Linked DNA regions of Rattus norvegicus: region 2 is linked to region 1. The links are chromatin contacts, called in public Hi-C maps. All regions are on one chromosome and are shown on one strand. The core of a region is the stretch at or near the end of the contact, and the rest is flanking DNA. Distances in the headings are between cores, read along the strand shown.

Region 1 (5,111 bases), core at 76-2,575:
AGCCATGCACGATCCAGCCTGTTTGACTCTATTGAAAACTTGTGGTTTCTGAGCCCTTCCCTGAATCGGGGGTAGAACACACGGGTAGCAGACAGACCTGTTTTTCTCTCTTCCCTTTTCCCCAAGTAAGAGAAGAAGCTAATAATAAATCAAAGTTCTAGAACTTGAATTTGAACTGAAAATACCTCAGAATAAAACCTGTTTCTTCCATCCCGCAAATCAGCCAGAGCAGAGACTACATGCATTTTCTGTGAACGCTCGCCCCCTGCTGGCCAATTTTGATGGTGACTGGCTCTTGGGAGAAGTAAACAAAATTACCATACCAGAAAGAATATTTCGCGACCGGGAGAAGATTTACAGAGAACTCATTAATGTAACTTTTTAGCCTTAAAGTTAGCGGTTATGGAGAACCCACATGGACTTGTTTTTAATTCTCATGGAGACTCTCACAAGAGAAATTCTTGGGAAGCTCTCCACATACCTTGCTGCTGAACATATTTATAGAAATGTGAAAATAAAACGACTCTCAAAGGATAACAGTGTAAAAAACTTTGGCTACTTATGTTAAACTCCTACCAAAACAGCCTACAGTCCCCTCAACTTGGGACGACGAATAAAAAGAATTCCAGAGCAAATAAAGTTACTTGGAGGGACAGGGTCTCGTGGCATAGTCCAGGTTGACCTGAAATTCACTATATAACCCAAGCTGGCTGCACACTACCACCAATCCTCCTGCCTCAACCTCTTGAGTGCTAGGATTACAGGCTTGGGGTACTGTATGTGGCTTGAGAGGTGCTTTAAAAGTATTTTGATTCGAAATCAATGAGATGCGTTGTTTAAATACGGTACACCTGAAACTCTTAGCTGCCTATGTTTTGCCTCCTTGTAAAAAGTCCTGGCACGTGCTGCCCATCTTTACTTAAGTACTTCGTTTGAAAGGTCAGCCAGTTCTATTAGAAATTCTGCTCAGCTTGATTTCAGCCTCTGTCTCCTGCTCTCATTTGATAAGGAATGCATGTAAATGATCTATGGTTAGCTTCTGGTGGCGACTGTTTTTCCTCCCTAAAGCCCTTCCCGGCTTTTCTTTCTCCCTCTCTGCCACCCACATGCTGCTCTTATTCAGACTACTTCAACTGCCTCCATCACTCATCCACATCGTTCCTGGACTCACTGTGCACCCATGTTTATACCCTTAGTGTGTCTCAATTTAACCCCTTGCTTGCAGCAGAAAGACCAACTCAAGTCTGCTGGCTGAGTCTAGCACGGGGACTGTACACAGGTGTCGCAGTTCCCACCCAGAAACTAATCAGGCTCCCATCAGCAAACAGATCACATTACATAAGGCAGCTGGAAGGCGGCTCAGAGGCTGGGAAGCCAGATCACAAGGCTGCTGCTTCACCCACGTGCTGGAGAATCTTCCTTCAGCCCTTCGGGAGAAGCAAACCCAGACGTCTGTAGTTAACAGCATACATTTTGTGCCTGCCAGCGAGCACACAGGTATAGAATACAATCTGCTATGTCTTACGTCCGTGTACCCCCAAATCAAAATCCTCAGTAGAGACCATGTAGCCTCCAGGGAATGCAGAAACATGCTTTACTTCTTTGAAATTCCTTCAACTCTTTATTAAGCCTCATACTTATCCAGGATTGGCTTTTGTTTTACTGCCTGGGCAGCACACGTTTAGTGACAAATGGCACCAAAGCAGGACAATCCTGTCACACACACACACACACACACACACACACACACACACACACACAAAAGAGTAACCCAAATTCTCCCTTCCTGCTCCTTAGATAAGCCTTCTCACTTGACTTCTCAGTGGAAAGAAAAGAAGGCATGGGGTGAACTGAATTCAGCTGCTGTTACCTGATTCTGACCACACTAGAAGGAGTCTAATTCTCAGGCACAAATTCGGTTTAAGCAGTGAGTGGGCAAGTGGAACCTCCTCCACCTAGAAAGAAATCGTGATAAGGGAGAAATTTTTTTAAAGGTGGGGGAAGAGCCTAGAAACGAAATCCGTTTTCATCGCACGTGATTTGTGCAGATCTTAAGTAGGTCGTTGCACTTCTGCACTTGGACTGTGTTTTGCCTTCAGTGGATGCACATTCAGCTTGAGGCGATGATCAGAGACGTGGTTAAGCAGTGCTTCCAAGGGAAAACATTTTGTTGTTTTCCTACCAAGACAGCAAATGCTTGTTTAGTATGCAAGAAAACTCCTCCCATTTCTGAAATCGAATTTACATTATAAGGTCTTTTGTTAGATGGTTAAGATTGCACTGCAGGGTAGAAAGGACGCTGGGGGAATTTTAAGAGAGAAAGAGGGAGGAAAAAGAAAGCACGAGGTACAGAAGGGTGGGAGGTAGAAAGGAAGGGGGAGTGTAGGGCGAAAGGGTCCAGGAATGCTTAAGCACAGTAAAGAAAGAAAAGGGAGTGTGGATCCATTGTTCACAATAGAGGGGCTAGCAATTCAAACTAGCAATTTCAGGAGCCAGGAGGGCATCTAGATTAGGGACATTCCAGCTGTGTGCAGCCCCGACCCCACTGGGGATATCTGCTGACAAGAATGTAATGGAAAGTGTAGCTGCTCTGAGAATCACCAGAGAGAGAGAGGCTGTGGACTCTGGTGGGGAAAAGGATTTTTCTCAAAAGAGAAAGAAGTGGACCCAGTCATTCTAAATGAAAGATGCCAAGTGTATATACGAAGATGGACTATAAAAACTCCCCCAAAGGGACATTAAACACTGTAATTACGTCATTGTCTATAAACCTGCAGCCGACTCCCATCTCAAACAACATAAGAAAACAAGTCTTCATGAATTATTCAGAGGCTCCTTCTGTGACAGTCACACATTGTACAACTAAGGTCCCACAGCTCTTCTTCAAGGAGCCTTTGGAACTATTTCTTACATAAGTGTGGGATGGTAGCAGCTGGCTTTAGGTTCAGTGACAATCCTGTCAGCCTATTGGACTAATAATTTCGAAAATCTTTAGCAACAACTTTGTAACAGTTAATGCTGAATTGTGTTCAATGTGCAATATTCTGAACCTCTTGGTCAGTTGCCTTTGCTGTCGCTGCCACTGTAAATGTTAATGATAGTAATATTTTGTTGGTGCCATGAGGTTGTATAATAAAGAAGACAAAAGGAAATACTGTGTGCTCCCTACGGGGCTGAGAGTTGATTTTTATTAAAGCTTTGCTGCCATCTAGTGATGCATTTGAGGAACTGCCGGATTTAGACAAAAGTCATTTTAAAATACCAGTGCAACTGTTGGGAGGGCTAGCAACCAAAATACTAAAGCTACAATGTTAAACATTCCAGAAATAATGAATATAATCATAACTGTAATAAGTTTTTGATATATTGTACAACTCAGTTACTCAAAATTTATAAAATGAAAAAGTGTGTCATAAACCAAACCATTAACAATGATTAAAGTCAACGTTTATGTAATACCTGCCCCATTTATATAAACCTATCCTGTGCCTGACATGACTTGATACAATGGTGAACGCCTCTATAGTTGGGAGCATCTATCATAAGCCACACCTACAAGTAACTGTCCATATATTTTCTATATAGAGTATACAAGTGTATTCAATGTAGGTCCCCATATTTGTTCTCAGGGGAATTTTCATAATTTGTTAGGGCTGAAGGAACCTTGCAGTTCAAACATTAACATTGCCATTTATCAAATGAACTAACATGAAGTTAGTTTGAGTTGAACTGATTGATATTATTGAGTACTAAACTTTTTTTTATACAATCAGACCAGGTTGGGTTTTTTTTTTAACTTCTAGTTTAATAAGAGAAATGACAGTATACTGTATAAAGTAAGTCATTTCTTTTCTGCTCTTCTCAAAACCCACTCATTTTCTTTTGCCATTGAAGTCTGAATTTCTATGAAGGAACCACGTCCCTTTCACCTTCAGTGATTGGTGTGAAGCTGACCCCACCCCAGGTTAGCCATTCTGAGCAAATTTTTTCTGCAAATAGTGACAATGATTTAGTTATGGGTTGGCTCATGGCAAAGCCTGGCCAAGAAAATTAAACATGTCACTTCTATTGAATAGCACGCTATGGAGTGACTTTCTGGTGAGTCATGAACAAATGTGGTGTGTTTGTCTGTTGACTGTCCCTTTAAGAAATCATATCTGTCTTCCTCTGGCCAGAAGTGTAGCCATTTGTCCCCAAATGTTGTGGAAAAGAACTAAACTCAACCCTGCCTGATTGTGAACAGCAAGAGCTTCGGTTATGTCTTTTAAAAAATCTTCCTCTTCAATGTTTTGTTCTTCCCCCTCTTGTTACCTTTGCATTTTAAAGGATGCGTTTAATGCTTAGTACATTAACTCTTGAATTTGTACCCAAGTTCTTAATATTGCCTAAAACTGGGCATTATGAGGATGGGTGTTTAAATTTTATGCCATAACAGTAAAGCAATTTGAGAGCAACTATAATTGGTGTCTTGATCCTTTATTCAAATTGTCATATATTTTCTTATATATATTTATCCTTCAAATAAAATGCCAAGATGAATGGAGCCTGGAACTATACCTCACAGTCCTCTTTGTTTACCCAAATGTCTTGGTTACAAAATAATTGATAGAATACAACACAAGTGAAAATGTTTGGATGGAATACAATCAGTCAAGGTGACAAATTAGTTAAAATTAAACTGAATATTCCAAGTTTTTGCAGATATTGATAACTTTTTCTACAAATGAAGAAATCCTTATAAAATGAAAATAAAATGTTAAATGAAATGAGTATGGCGTCTTCCTTTACAGAGGGTGTAATATGGGATGGACTTGTAATCTTTTAAGCACTTTTGTTGCTATCATTTTATTTACGTATGGGTGTTTTGCCTGCATGTATAAATGTATGTATTGTACCACTTACATATGTTGCATGAGCATTCTAGAAGAGGGCATTGGATCACCTAGAAATGGAGTTACAGATAGTTGTAAGCCACCATGGGTGGTGGGAATCAGACCCAGGTCCTCTGAAAGAGCAGCCAGTGCTTTTAACTACGGAGCCATCTCTCCAGCTCCACATAATCCTTTGAAAGAATAGTTAGCCGTTTACTCTCCTGAAATTGGAGTCTTCAC
Region 2 (5,383 bases), core at 1,548-4,047, 340 kb before region 1:
GTTTGAGTATATCTGGTTTGTTGTGGAGGTCCTTAATCCACTTGGACTTAAGCTTTGTACAGGGTGATAAGCATGGATTGATCTGCATTCTGCTACATGCTGACCTCCAGTTGAACCAGCACCATTTGCTGAAAATGCTATCTTTTTTCCATTGGATGGGTTTGGCTCCTTTGTCAAAAATCAAGTGACCATAGGTGTGTGGGTTAATTTCTGGGTCTTCAATTCTATTCTACTGGTCTATCTGTCTGTCTCTGTACCAATACCATGCAGGTTTTAATCACTATTGCTCTGTAATACTGCTTGAGTTCAGGGATAGTGATTCCCCTGGAAGTCCTTTTATTGTTGAGGATAGTTTTAGCTATCCTGGGTTTTTTGTTATTTCAAGTCACTGTCTTTAAGTACAGCATTTCACCTTGAATTCTCTGCAATTCAAGCTCTGTTCATTATATTTCTCTCTCTCTCTCTCTCTCTCTCTCTCTCACACACACACACACACACACACACACTCACACACACACTCTACTTGTTATCATTGTCACCATCCTCCAGTTTATCATGGACAATGATATTCTGCATAAAAAGATGCCAATCTCTTGCTCAAAATGTTCCAATGAAGCAGAATTGCATTAACTAGCCATATGTATTTATCATGCCACAAAATTTTGATTTATTCCTGAATATCATGCCCTAAGTTTTTATCAACATAAACCATTTATTTTTTTCCACGAGAGGCCTGAATTGCATGCCTCAATATTTGTTTAAGCCAAGGTATTGTCTTTTATATTTATAATTGGAGTTTAAATCCTAACCACATCATTTAGCAGTTGGTTAACCTTCATTAAGGACATAGAATTAGTGGCCATTGGTTTATTCCCTATTTTTTTGTGCTAATGAAATAAAATGATAGTTGCAGTACTAAAAATAAAAACCTATATAATGCTAAGAAACAATGGGGAGTGTTGTGTTTTATTCCACAAATATTCATTTAGCACCCACTATTGACAAGCATTAGTACTGCAACTGTTCGCTTTCCAAATGAGCATTAGACACATACTTACAAAGCAGAACAAATTTGCACTCACTGAGTTACATAAACAAAAACAACTGAGAAGATTCAAACTCACATAAGTTAGTTATTTAGAAGGAAAAGTAAAACAACACTTGCTTATAGGTTGACGGTCAGTTTCAACTTAAAAGCACCCACCTGTAGATCCTATACCTTCATTGGTGCATTTGTGGACATTAAAATGAGTACACATCAATAACTTAGATAAGGGGATTCTGAAAATTCATGAAAATCATAGTGGAATCTTTTATTCCTCAGATGATTTTACGAACTGAGTTGCTTTAACTAATCCCAAGTGTTGAATCTCTCCAGTCCATGCCAGATGGGATGGTCAGGAGCAGATTGCACACACAAGCTTGCAAGAGAACATGGCTCTATAAATATAGCTTTGCTCTACGGTGGCTGCAGCTCTCCTTTGTATAGGAGAAGACCTTGCTGAAAAGAGCGTTGTTGTTTTCTTTCACTAATCATCAGTACAAAAGAGCATACCAAATGCACGTTTTCTCTAGTACTAACAGACTTGCTATGCTGGTACCCCAAAACTGAATTATTGAATTCCAGGGAATTGGGGGAGTGGGTAGACAAAAGATACCCAGTGAACAAACTGTTTCTCTCTCCCTTACCCCTCTTTTTGAAAAAAATCCAAAATAGAAATTTCAAAGCTTAAAAAACTTCGAGGCAATTTAATTTAAGTTGCTTCCCATGACTTTAAACACTGAATATTCACACCTACGTCAGTACTACATTGAGAACCTCCTACTCAGAGACTGTATTTAGGAAAGGAAGGATGCTGTGGTCTGAAAGGAGGACTAGATTTGAGGGATCTTAAGTTCTGAGAATTCTTTAGTACGACTCCAAAGTTTAGCATATTTTATCCTTTCTCCTCCATGGTGAGTCTGGGCAATATTCTCATAGAGCCTCTCCTTAGGAATAATTATGGGAGATAAAAAAATAATTACAAGATAAAATAGAATTTCTTAGAATCAATTTGATGGCTTACATATATTCTGATTCAAACAATTGTGTTGTTCCTAAGAATCTGGATGTACCTTGAGTGAGTTTCAACTCCAGGGTTCTCCTGACAGAACCCCCAAGAACTGATGAGAACAACACAACATATGTAATAGAATTTGTGCCACTATTAGATTTTAATGTATAAGGCAGATTTCCAGATCATCTCTCTTTTGAGAAAATAAATTTTAGTTTTAGTGTTTAAGCCATAAATGGCCAAATTGCATATCTGGTCTATTACTTCCCACCCCACCATTTTCATGTTTTTTAGCTTAAGCCAAGCCAGGTGAGTAGGCGTCATCCAAGATAAAATCTTGCTGACTTTTTTATCCTCCAAAGAAAAGCTAGCGAACAGGAGGTAATAAATGCTATGCTTCCTACTCAGACTCTGTCACATAAGATGTCAGTTCTTTATTTTAATTATATTCCTTGCCAGCTCAAAGAAGCAAATAATTTTGCTGCATATTATCCTACCTTTGTTAGAGTTCTTCACAAGCAACAGTGGAAGGTTTGTTGTGCCAGAGTTGGTCTTAATATCCAGTTCCCAGCCATTCTCAAGTATCCTGAGGAAAAAAACAGTTTATTCATTGTCAAAAAGCAGAAGCAGACCAAATAATTACTGAAATGCCACTATATTTGAAACATAAAATCCTCTCTGAAGCAATGGAGCAATAAACAGAGTTTAAAATGTTACTTTAAAGAAATAACCCCCCACACACTACAGTTGAGTAGTGGTATTGATCAAAGGGGTGATCAAATACAAGCATCATCAAGAAGATGGGATAGAGGGCAAACTAAGGGTCCCTCTTACTTGGAGATAGGAGACAAGGTTATAGAATCAGGATTCTATTTATGTGATTGACACAGAGACCACTGATGGAATGGTGATAGAAAACTTCAGAGAAGGGAAGGAGAATATTCAAGGAAAAGATACACTGTAAATACCACCACCACAGCAGCAACTGAAATGAAATCCCTACAGAAACCCCTAGGAATCAATACAAAATATATACTTCATGGTTATCCCATTTTATGGGGGATAATTCTTTGGAAATAGATACCCAAATTCTGGCAGCCACTGGCTTAGGGCTACTGATGTGAACGTAAAGGGTTTATTTCACTGCTATTTGCCATCTGCTTTTACAGTTTCAAAAAAAATGTCCTCATGTCCAGAAATACAGATACCGGCATCTAGAAGGAAGCTGGAACTGGACGGAGTCAAAGAAGAGCAAACAGCATACTATTATCGTCTTCTATGCATCTTCTTTGTACTGATTTGGGCTTTTCTGAGTGAAAAGGTTGTATTGGTCTCTGATTACAGAAGTTCTAATTACAGTTGGAAGAAGTAGCAAAGAAAGACACAGGATGAAAACAAAGTCAATATATAAAGGAGGGAAAAACGATCCACTTGTCCTCTTCTTTCCTTATCGGTACCAGCCACTTGCCTTTGCTCAGGTGAGACACCTTTGCCTTACATGCTAAAAGTCAAGGTTTTGGTCTTTTGTTGATTTACCTGTGGAGAGATGCAAAACATGGATTTTTACCTTAAAACAAGGATGATCTGAGTCTTTCCCAATATGTTATGTAGGTTACAATTACCAGCAAACAAAAACACATGCATATATTTATTGAGGGTTTTAATTTTTCTTTATTTTTGAAAATTTCACACTGTAATATGATCACATACATGAAATATGACCATAGCTACACTTCATTTCTTTCTTCCAATCCCCCCCCCATTTCATGCTCAACACACTTCCATCCCAACTTCATATTTTCTGATAAACCACTAAGTCTGGTTAGTGCTTGGGTGTGGAACATCCACTGGAGCAAGGGAATCCAACAGGTGACTACATACTCAAAGAAGAATGATGCCTTCCAACAACTATCCACTCATAACAGCTTCTACACTGAGTGCAGTTGGAAACTGTCTACCCTAACTATATTGGGAGTTTGGCTGAATTGATCTTGTGTAGGTCTTGTCTACTATGCTGGGAGTGTGGTTGGCTCGATCACAAGTAGGTCTTGTGTAAATAACTCCAGCTACTGTGAGTTCATGAGTGCAATAGTCATTCTTTAACCACAAGACAACACTTCATAGCATTCCTCCCCATCCTTTAGCTCTTATAATCATTTCACCTCCTCTTCAATGTTCCCTGAACCTTAGTGATAGTAGGGCTAATCTAGTCATTCCATTTAGAGCTGAGAATTCAGTCTTTTATTCACAGTGCTTTAACTGGTTATGTTTCTCTGCACTGATTGTTGCCTCACAGTAAAAAGAAGCTTCTTTGATCAAGGTTGAGAGCAGACCAGGTCTATGTATATAAATATAAATACTTAGAGAGATGCTTGACAGTACAACTTAGCAAAATGATAATAGCTTTATTGTCATTATACCATATGCTCTTATATGCCATTGTACCACATATCATATGTTATACCACTGTATTATAGGACCATAACATCCACAGCCATGGACTTTTACTAGGATTACAGTACCAGGCATAAAATACCTTCCTGTGAAGCAAATCAGAAAGCTATTGGTTGCCTCATCAGAGTAAAGCCAGTGTTGATCACATTGGTGAATCTTGCCTGGCAGGTCAGCATTGAAATATGCAAGGCCTATTTCTGAATAAGATTACTATGGTGTGTTTCCTCCTTCAACAGCCTGTATAGTACCTTACACTATTATGAAAACAAGTCACAAGGAGGTCGTTTCTCAGCTCACTTGAGATCAATTTTTCTCTGCCCCATAGAGAAAGTGTGTGGCATATCCAGCAACTGAGTCTTATCATGTAGTTATTGTGTAAGTAAAAAATGGCAATGGTGATAATTTTTAGTTGGGGAGCATCTAGTACATCCATGACAATAACTTTAGAGAGGTATTTAATGCCTGGCACTGTGAGTTTCATTCAATACCCTGTCTTCTGGGTATATCATCGTCCACCCACACAGTACAATTACATTTCAATTCTTCATTATTTTTTACGTCTTGACTACACGTATGTCTGTGCACCATATTCATGCCTGTTGGCTGAAAGGTCACAGGAAAGCTTTGCATACTTTGTGACTGGGGTTATATATGGTTGTGAAGCACCGTGTGGGTGCTAGAAATTGGACCTGTGTCCATGAGAAGAGCAGCCAGTGCTCTTAACTGATGAGCCCTTTCGCTAGACTCTCAACTAATTTCAAGCTGTATTTTGAAATTAGCTTACTAGGTAATGGATTTCTGTAAAGTGTTTCATGGATTCTTAGTTTTCATTAGCTCACCCAATAACTCCTGGTTTTTTTTTTTTTTTTTCTGTT

The links. Hi-C and Micro-C count contacts between places; a contact is called where the count stands out from the background.
Region 2: a Hi-C map of the A7r5 cell line shows a contact between it and region 1, with 7 times the contacts expected there. The contact joins two enhancer-like sites. A contact is called at or near these places in 4 of 12 Hi-C or Micro-C datasets (the A7r5 cell line, the Rat2 cell line, Schwann cells and 1 more).

Annotation. Positions count from the first base shown.
Region 1 is chrX:39,793,910-39,799,020 of GRCr8, reverse strand. No RefSeq gene overlaps it. Among named protein-coding and RNA genes, the nearest start is that of Taf5l2, 43 kb to the left of the region's middle. Within about 2 kb of position 1,325, at least 11 of the 93 cell types and tissues checked have an H3K27ac peak or open chromatin away from gene starts, as enhancers often do.
Region 2 is chrX:40,130,340-40,135,722 of GRCr8, reverse strand. No RefSeq gene overlaps it. Among named protein-coding and RNA genes, the nearest start is that of Taf5l2, 290 kb to the right of the region's middle. Within about 2 kb of position 2,797, at least 5 of the 93 cell types and tissues checked have an H3K27ac peak or open chromatin away from gene starts, as enhancers often do.